2 separate regions of the Astyanax mexicanus genome follow, and region 2 is linked to region 1. Evidence: chromatin contacts called from public Hi-C data. All regions are on one chromosome and are shown on one strand. Each heading gives the region's core, a stretch centred on a gene start, on an enhancer-like site or on the middle of the called end of the contact. The rest is flanking DNA. Distances are from core to core; before and after follow the strand shown.

Region 1 (5,199 bases), core at 837-3,336:
GATCCAACCGGATCGACAGTGAAATGAGCTGATCCAGGGTCAGAGAATCATCTCTGCAGGCTAATTCCCTCTGTACATCTGGATTAAGTCCGCATCTAAACACGTTGATCAAGGCAGCGTTATTCCACCCACTACCAGCTGCGAGAGTGCGAAACTCCAAAGCGTAGGAAGCCACCGGCTTCTGACCTTGCTTAAGAGCCAGCAAAAGTTCTCCATTAGACTGTCCATACCGCGAATGATCAAAAACAGAGCGGAAAGTAGCCAAAAAGTCAGTATAACTAGCCCCAGAAAGGTCTTCCCAAATAGCTGTAGCCCACTCGAGTGCCTTACCAGAAAGCCGGGAGATAATGAAACCGATCTTAGCTTTATCGGTTGTAACCGCTGCATTTTTCCGGATCCCCATCAAACAACTCCGGTTTAGAGACAGAAAATCCAGGCACAGAAGAGTTAGCGTTGGGCATACTGGGGGCAGCTAATGGGCTAGGGCTAGGCTCAGTTACGCCTCTGAGGTGAGCTAGCAGCTCAGCTAGTTGTTGCTGCTGCGTGGTTTGCTGGCGGGCTAGCTCAGAAACAGCTTGGGTCACACCAGCGAGCGTTTGCTGGTGCTGACCGAGTAGCCTCCCTTGGTTGGCTAGACCAGATTTAATAGCCTCAGTATCCGCTATCTGATTTAGTTTGGCCGCGTATTCTGTCATGGTCAGAACAGAATAGCAGACAAGCGCAGATACTGATACTGATAAAAACAATAGATGTTTATTATAGGAATAAACAGATGTAATCAGGGTCGATACAGAAACAAGGGTGATCACCAGTAGACAGAGCAATGAAGACAAAACCATACCATAAACGAGAGACAGTCCAGAGTTCATACACAAGCAATCCAGTATCAGAGATAATCCAAGAGGCGGTGGTGAAAGCACAGTCCAGGTCATACACAAAACAATCCAATATCAAAGGCAGAGGCAAGAATCGGCGTCGAGAAACAAAAAGCAAGGTCATACACAAAGTAAACTGAGACAAGAGATAAGTACGGTAACGCTTTGTACGAGGATAACCTACAATACGCGGCGTGGTAGTCTGTTTGGCGTGCACCTTTATAGTGCCAGTAATCAGTATTCGGGACTTCCTGGAGGAAGCAGGTGAGGTGTCACGTGATCAGGTGTGTGCGTGATGTCAGCGGGTGGTGCATTCTGGGTAGTGTAGTTGTTAACCTGAGAACCTCCGTTAGAGCTTGGTGTGGAAGGGACAGAGGAGCTAACAGCACCAGACGTGACAGCAGCCTTCATCAATGGCTAATCAGGCTGCACTGAAAAGCTTAATATGCTTGTTAAAGTTATGATCTCTAGAATGTGGAATTGTGTTTTTTGATTTCCCGTTTTTATTTCTGTATGCAGAGCTCTATCCAGAAGCTGTGATTGGCTGCGCAGTATCCGGCATGTGCTGAAAGTGAGCGTTGTGATTGGCTCAGATCATCGGTAGTCAACATCCTATCTAAAAGGGATCAGCTGTCCCATTTCCCCAATTACAGCTCCTTCCCTCCATTCCTCCTCCTCCTCTCCTCTCCTCGATTCCTCCACCTTCTTCCGGGGTAGGAGAGGAGAAGTAGGAAAAGAGGAGTAGCAAAAGTTTTTGGATGCAGCCAGAGTCTGATGTTAAGCTAAAGAGCTAAAGGCTAAAGCTGTTGCCATGTGGGTCAGCTAGACGTGACTCTTCCTGTAGCAGTGTTCTCCAGTTTCCAGTGCTTTAGCACCACCTATTCATCCTAGAGAAGTTTAGCTCCACCCATCCGTTCTACAAATGTGTAGCTCCACCCAATCAGCCTACAACAGTACAGTACTTTAGCCCCACCCAATCAACCAGTAGAGCTTGGTTTTTAAAGAACAAAGGTCATTTACATATTCCTACAGACACTTTAATACACTTCACTATTAAATACGTTTTAGTATTTTTTTAATTTTGTGGGATAAAGAAAGCTATAAAAATGGTAAACCTACTGTTACCTGCAGAGGTGGGGGAACCGTGGGTCTGTCCCAGCTGGCATGCATTGGACTGATTAGGCAGCCAACTGGGACCCGCATAAAGACCCTGCCTCAGCCTTCACTCTAGAGAGATGCTGAGGTTGAGAAAAAGGCTGAGGCAAAAACTCAAGACTCAAGAACTTTAAGTATTAAGTGACTAGAGGCCCACTGGGCTGTCTGATATGATTTAAGTTTGTTTTGGGTGTTGGTGGAGGCTGTTTTGCCAAAGAAAGCTGTGTGTTGTGTTCATTCACTCCCTGTGTCTATGTCTCTCTGTGTTTTAGGACTATTGGGTCATGGTGGCCACGCCCCTATCCCCAGGGGTGCTGTCACACTACATAAATATTTTTTTTTTATAAATCAGGGGATACAAGACAAATAAATAACAAATCCCATTTAAAAGATAAGGCAGAATTTTGAATGCATCTAAACGTGAAATATTGTTGTAATATCTAATTCTTAAACAGAACCATGTGATCCACTGGCAGCTCGCTCCTCACTTTATTTTCTTTGGCAAATTTCCAGATACTTTGGCTGAATTTCATGTGAACTCATTGAACCTAATTTAACTCCGTAACCGCATGTGCAGCGAACGCCTCAGTCTGAGATTTGCTGTCTTTAGAGTGTAATGTTAGTAAAACATGTTAGACTACATCAGCAGCAGTGCGTTTAATATGCTGTTATTTTAAACAGAAGATTAACTGGATTTAATCATTGCAAAAATCTAATCTAAGACCCATATTTTATTCACACAGTGTAAAACCCAATAAGTTGACTTAACTCTTAGTCAAAAAAGTACAGTGAACTTAACAAATACATATACATATATATTTAAAATTAATTAATTAATTATTAAATATTTTATTTACTCAAGTACTGTTTACTACATTGTTTTTAGTAAGAATTACATAATTAATGCATAATTTCTGCCATTTTAATCAGAACACAAAATATATGATAGTATATTATTTTTTAATTATTTATATTAATTGCTTTGCATATTAATTCTACTTTGAAGGTCAAGTGAATAAAATTGTAGATTTATATTTAAACTTCTTTTTTTTTTATATCATTCAACATTTTTTTTAAATACTCATAGAAAAGATAGTAAATATATGTTCTGCAAGTTTACATAAGGTATCCCGGGGTGAATCACTACACACTGATGGTGAGTGTCAGAAACTGGGTATGCAAATAGATTGTGACAGAAGCCAATGGAAAAGAAAGCTGCCAATGACAACAGACTAAACTCAGTTATTATAAGTTGGTTCAACTCAAAGGTCTCAGTTTCAATAGTACAGTATATGTGCCCACAAATGTTCAACTAACTCAAATTAGCTGGGTATTGTTTAGAAATATCATTTTTTAAAATGTAAAACAGACTTTTTTTTTTTTTTTTTGAGTTCAAAAAACTTCTGGGTTTACAGTGCACCAGCACACAAAACACATTCGATTCTAAAAAAATCATTTCATTTAAAAAAGTTGGAAACGGGAAACAAACTCACATGACTGGGTATAAAAGTTAACCCATTAAACCCATTTTAGAGAAGTGGAGACTCTTAAAAGAAAAGATGAACAGAGCTTCACCAATTTGAGAAAATCTAAAAAAAATATCCATTAATGAAAATACCAGACAATATCAGACAATAATATCATTAAAAGTTTCAGAGAATCTGGAGAAATGTCTGTGAGTAAGTCCTGTAAAAGGCCTACAGTCAGTGTTCTGGTGGATGCTTGGGAACTGCGTTAAAAAACAGGCAGTAATCATGCTGTAATCTATGGAAGCCCATTCTAAGCCCACCTAAAAAAAATAAAAAATAATCCAGCACATTTTTTTTGTTATTAAATAAATCACTATTTCAATATTTATACATACTAAGTCTTTATTTTAAAGCAGTTTTGAGATAGTATCTCAAAATAATGACTTAGTATCTCATAATAATGACTTAGTATCTCAATATATTGAGATAGTATGTTAAAATAAAGACTTAGTTTCTCAAAATATTGAGATGGCATCTCAAAATAATGACTTAGTATCTCTAAATATTGAGATAGTATCTCAAAATAATGACTTAGTATCTCTAGATATTGAGATAGTATCTCAAAATAATGACTTAGTATGTCAAAATAATGTCTTAGTTTCTCAAAATATTGAGATAGCATCTCAAAATAATGACTTACTATCTCAAAATAATGACTTAGTATGTCAAAATATTGAGAAAGCGTTTACTTAATAATAATAAAAAAAAGTTGCTGGATTATTTTCATTTTTTTGGCGGGAATGGGCTTCCATAGTAATCCACAAATGCAGATTAAAGATGGATCGTACCAGGAAGAAGCCATATACTATCAACCCCATTGAAAAATGCTGCCGTCATCTCTGAGCCAAAGTTCATTTAAAATGGACTGAAGCAAAATAGAAAACTGATCTGTGGTCAGATTCATCAAATTAGAGTTTTGGCTGGATTTTTGAGCTTTCGCTAAGAGAAGACGATGGTGTTTCTGCGTGGTGTTGATCTACAGTGGTTTCCAAAAGTATTCATGAATGAAAGTATTCCTTAATTGTGTTCAATACTTAAATGTGTTTTATTGAGATTTTACGTGATAAACCAACACAAAGTATACATAAGCATATAATTGTGAAGTGGAACTAAAATAAAAACATGGTTTTCAAAATCTTAATCAAATACCAATCTGAAAAGTATTCAGCCCCCTGTACGCTGAAAAAACCCTAAATCAAATACTGTACAATCAATTGCCTTCAGATGTCTGTGTGTAATTTAGCCTTAGTATAAATATATAAACAGCTGTTCTGTGAAGACCTCAGTGGTTTGTTAGAGAACACTAGTGAACAAACAGCATCATGAATGAACACATGTGGAGTTTTATGTGCTTAACAAAAAAGGTGAAATAACTAAAAACATGTTTTATATTCTAGTTTCTTCAAAATAGCCCCCCTTTGCTCTGATTACTGCTTTACACACTCTTGGCATCATTCTCTCAATGAGCTTCAAGAAGTGGTCACCTGAAATGGTTTCATTTTTAGTTTAGTACATAAAACTCCTTATGTGTTCATTCATAGTTTTGATGCCTTCAGTGAGAATCTACAATATAAATAGTCATGAAAATGAAGAAAACGCACTGAAAAAGAAAAGGTGTGTCCAAACTTTTGGCTTGTACT
Region 2 (5,298 bases), core at 191-2,690, 110 kb before region 1:
TGATCCTCAGGTGTTTCCAGTTTCCTGTTCCCTCCTTGTGTATATAAGCCCCTTTGTTTCAAGCCTTCTTTGTCTAGTCTTTTGTTAGTTTGTTTGCTGTCTGTGTTCAGGTTTGTTTCATGCTGTCTCTTAGATTCCTGTTTTCAAGTTTAGTGTTTTGTAGTTTTGTATTCAGTGTAACTTTGGTTTATTTTGTTTGTTTGTTTGTTTGTTAATTTGTTTTAGTTTGTTAATTTAAATAAATATAATTATTCTGCACTTACGTCCATCCCCTCACTTTTGTAACATAAATAGACTGATATTTCTTTGAAAATTGCTACATTAGTCATTGGAATGCCTAATTTATGTGTTTCTAAATGTAGAAAACATGACAAAAAATGTGCAAATAAAAAAACGACATAGAGAAAACTGTATAAAAAACTTAAGCAAACAAAAATAGGTTATAAGTTATACTGATATCGACTCCAGTTCGCAATACTGCACCTTCCTTTTTCACTTACAGTTACATTGCACACACACTCATCACACACCGGTGAGAATTCACAGCCAATCATGTACAGCATACCCTTAACCGGAAACCACCTCCACCGCGAGGACTGCAGAGTGCCGATCTATATCATTTTTAGGGTGTATTTAATTTAAAATATCCAATTTACTTGATTTCCATGTTTTTGGACTGTGAGAGGAAACCAGTGTCCTTGGAGGAAACCCACACAGATAGGGACTTGAACCCAAGACCCAGTGCTGGGAGGCAAACGTGCTAACCACTAGGCCACCGTAGCTCGTTTAGCCTTGATAGCACATACGATAGCATAAGGCACACGTGAGGCTTGTTTTCTCCTAGTGTTTGTTCCTTCTCCAGCCCTGAGGGAGTTTTATAAATATAAAAACTGGAATCGGTTGAGTTGTTTTAGTCTTATTATTGAGTTCTATTGATTTTATTCAGTCATTTTATTCCATGAAGCAAGCTAGAAATGTTCTACATTTTGTGGCTGATGTTAAAATATTATCTTTTTCTGTCTTTTCAATCAATATTTTTAACATTTCAAATTAGGATTAAGTTTTATGTTTGGTTCTGTTCCTCGACTATATGATAAACTATCCTCTTAAAACATTGTTTGTTTTTCTTTTGGGCGTTTCCTGAAAGTATCAATATGAACTCTCTGTTCCACCTTAAAAAACATAAAGCCACAGTTACGGCTGAAATATTTAAGGTGGAATGAAGAATTCAAATAAGAAGCTAATGAACTGAATATAAACCAGACAAATATATTAAGCATATTTAAACCTCTATTACGTAATAATAATAATAATAATAACATGCGTATTAATCAGTACTCACTGTTCACTCCTCTGTTAGCAGTCATGATATTATATAATTCATATCCATCCGGAGATCCGAACACACGATCTGCTGCCTACAGGAGAAAACAGAAGTATGACATCATCACTACCTGTCTCACCTCTTCCTGATTTACCTGTTTGTCCTGCTATGAGAGACACACCTCACAGCACAGCTTAGCTAAAAGGCTAAAGGCTAGCACAGGTGAGTTTCTGTCTGATCTTTACTGGAATTGTTAAAAATGATATGAAACTATTAAGCCTCCTGTTTTTAACCTTAAAATTTACATTTTATCTCATTAATTTTACTGTAAACATGTACATTATATATATATAGTACTTTGAGGTCGGCCTTCATATATTTGGTACCACTTTAAAATAAGACTACCCTTATAAAGGGTTTATAAAGGGTTTATAAATTAGATTATTAATCATTATTGATTAGGTTGTAAACGCCTTAAAATCCATTGATAAGCTTGATGTTTGATGCAAAGCATCAATTAAAAATGCAACAGTGATCCATTCTTTCAGTATGACAAAAAAGCAAAAACGAAAGAAATCTATAGGGGCAAATACTTTTTCACGCCACTGTATACCAATCAATCAATCAATCAATCAATCAATCAACCTTTATTTTGGCTCGGATTTACATTGAGGGCAACCCTCATTTACAATGTAGCTGAGCATTTACAGAAACAAGGATTGACATGACAAAGAAAATAATAACTAAATTTAATTATTTAAAAATAACAGTAAATAAAGTATAAAAATAGATTAAAAAAATAAAAATAGAATTAGAACAAAATAAAAAAATAATAATTAATAATAATTATAATAAACCTTGGTTTAATTGATAAAAAATTCAGATCAAAAGAAAATAACTTACTTTTACATAATACAATAAAAATACAAATAAATAAATTAACTAAAAAAATAAAAGCAATAATAATAATAATAATAATAATAATAATAATAATAATAATAATAATAATAATAATAATAATAATAAGGAAACAAATAAAAAGGAAATAAAAAATCAAAAGAAGACCTAAAATAAAAAATGAAAGTTAAGAATAAATAAGATTTAGTAAAACAGGTACAGGCTGTCTGAAGGTGGTTAGATATTAAATGTTTAAATTGATTTAGTGACTCCAGTGAGCTGAGTGTATATAAACTTTTAGAGAGTATTGCGAGTATTGTGTTTTAAAGCTGCATTGTTTTAAATAGAAAAGAAAATAAGCTTAATACAACAAAAATTAGTTAAAATTAGCTAAAACTAACTTTTACATAATACAAATAAATCAATAAACTAAAAAAATAAAAGCAATAATAATACAAATAATAGTAATAATAATAAAAGAAAATCAAAATAAGTTTAAAAGCAAGAATACAAAACTGTTTAAAAAATGAATAATAATAATAATAATAATAATAATAATAATAATAATAATAATAATAATAATAATAAAAGAAAATCTAAATAAGTTTAAAAGCAATAATACAAAACTATAATAAATAATAAATAATAATAAAAAATATAATAATAATAATAATAATAATAATAATAATAATAAGAAGAAGCAGAAGAAAACAAATAAAAAGGAAATAAAAAACTAAAAGAAGAACTAAAATAAAAATTAAAAGTTAAGAATATTGTGTTTTAAAGCTGCATTGTTTTAAATAAATTAATTATTTAATGTAAAGGATGAATTATTTATTACAGTATGTGTTTGTGTTGTGTCTCTGCTGCTCCACTAGATGGCTCTGATGGTTCTCCCCATCCTGCTGCAGGAGACTACAGTGCACCAGCGCTGGTGTCATACACTGCATACAGAGTACTGATGCTGGGGTATGACTGTGTTGGTTCAGCAGCTGAGATGACTTATATTAAAACCATCCCTAATTATATAATTTAGTACCAGTAATTAGTAGGTTGTACACACCTTGAGTTCAGTGTTTTTTTTTCTCATTATTTTAAATGTTCTTCATTGTAGATTAATACTAAAGTCATCCATACTATGAAAAAAAACACATGGAATTGTATTTATTTATTTAATAGTTTATTTAACAGGGACAGTGTACATGATTTAACATTACTGTAAATGCAGCAGAATTCACCTATCACATAGATAGATAGATAGATAGATAGATAGATAGATAGATAGATAGATAGATAGATAGATAGATAGATAGATAGATAGATAGATAGATAGATAGATAGATAGATGGTATGACGGTATCACCTGCATACATCTGTATATAGACACCTGGGCAAACTGAGGGTAAGTCAATTGTATGAAGTGAAAATAAAAAATATAAAGTGAAAATAAAGTGAATTATTGAATATACAAACCAGAATATGTTTTATATTTTAGTTTCTTGATAGTAGCACCTCTTGTTTAGATTAGACAGTTCCGCACCTCTCTGATGGATTTTCTCAGTCAGATTAATGAGGTAGAGTCTCCTGGAATTCAGGCTAATTTCAGTTAACAGCTGTGCTGAACTCATCAAGAGTTAATTACTTGAATTTCTAGTCTCTTAATAAAGTGTTTGAGAGCATCAGTTAAAGTAAAGTAGTGAAGAGGTAGAGTTACAGGTATACAGTGAATAGTGAATATTTGAGTAATGTTCTAATCCAGATTATGAGAATCAACAAAAAAGGTCGTATTACATAATTTTTCAATCATTTTAAAATGTCTAGTTGTGGTCTCTAGTATTAATGTATGCCATGCAAGCAGGGTTTGTTTTTTTTTTGCTAACAGAACTGCGAGGCAGTGAGACGAACAAGAATTAGACACATTTTAAAATAAAGACATTTTTAAAAACAGTCTTTGCAATGTCATATGTTACTTTACAACATATGTAATAATGCCATGATAAGTGGTAGTTTTTTGCTTACTTATTCATTTATACACTTAATTAAGGGGCACTTTGGGGCAGCTAGGGCAGAAAGAGCCAAACTGGCAGGTGCTCCAGCCCCCTCCGCCCCTCCCTCTGCACGTGCCTGTTGCACAGGATAAGTTTATCAGAGTTTCCAGCCTCAGAAACCACAAGTTTAACCCAGTTTAACCCCAGATAAGAGCACATAAACGCTTCTTCACAGAGTATTTTTTTGGTTTGTTTAGCACTTTTTAAGTTACTACATGATTCCTCTTATGTGTTTCTTCATAATCTGGATCACTTCACTATTCATTTACTATGTAGGTGTGTCCAAACTTTTGACATTTGAGAAAGCTGTATAAAATGTGGAAAAAGTTATTAAAAGTCAAGGTTAACCATTCCTCTATATCGTCGCTGTCCAATGAAAAACAGCAACTTTACAGGAGAGAGAAAAAAACCTTGTAAACCTTCAATGGAAGTCAATGTAAAAAGAGATTATTTCAGGTCATTTTGAAGAATTTCTATTGGTCCGTTCATTAAGAAATTTTGGCACAGTGTAAGGGACAGCTTGTCTGTTCAAATTATGGGTAACACTTAATTTTAAGGAACACAAATTAGGCGCTTATTAATGTCTTATTTATTATTTGCTTAATAAAGCCTTAATTAGACATTTGTAAATGATTTATTCACTATTTATTAGGCTTTATTCTGTGTTTTAAGTGTTATAATGGCTGTATTAGTGTCACGGGTGACCCAGGCAGGGAGACGAGGAGGCGGACACAAGTGCAGGTAGGGTGAAATCAATAAATAATAATTTAATAAATAAATATAAATACACCAGGAAACGAGAAACAAGTAAACACTTAAACATAAAACAGGGAGATATATACAAGGATCAAGGGAGTGAACTAAATAAATTAAACTAGATAAACAAATAACCAAAAACCAAAACAAACGAGAGAAACCAGAGAACATCAACTAAACCAACAAGAGATAATAAATAGCAAAATAAACTGGGAGTAAATAAACAAAGAAACAAACGAGGGACTGAATAAATACAATACTAAACAAGGCAGG

The links. A called contact is a pair of places that touch in the nucleus more often than the background predicts.
Region 2: a Hi-C map of blood shows a contact between it and region 1, with 7 times the contacts expected there. The contact joins the promoter of si:dkeyp-97a10.3 here to the enhancer-like site in region 1. A contact is called at or near these places in 2 of 3 Hi-C or Micro-C datasets (blood and muscle).

What each region holds. Positions count from the first base shown.
Region 1 is chr1:120,059,743-120,064,941 of AstMex3_surface, reverse strand. No RefSeq gene overlaps it. Among protein-coding and RNA genes, the nearest start is that of si:dkeyp-97a10.2, 28 kb to the left of the region's middle. Within about 2 kb of position 2,086, the one cell type or tissue checked has an H3K27ac peak away from gene starts, as active enhancers do.
Region 2 is chr1:120,173,853-120,179,150 of AstMex3_surface, reverse strand. si:dkeyp-97a10.3 reads right to left here and starts at 1,440. Exons shown (of 9, transcript XM_022686856.2): 1 at 1,343-1,440.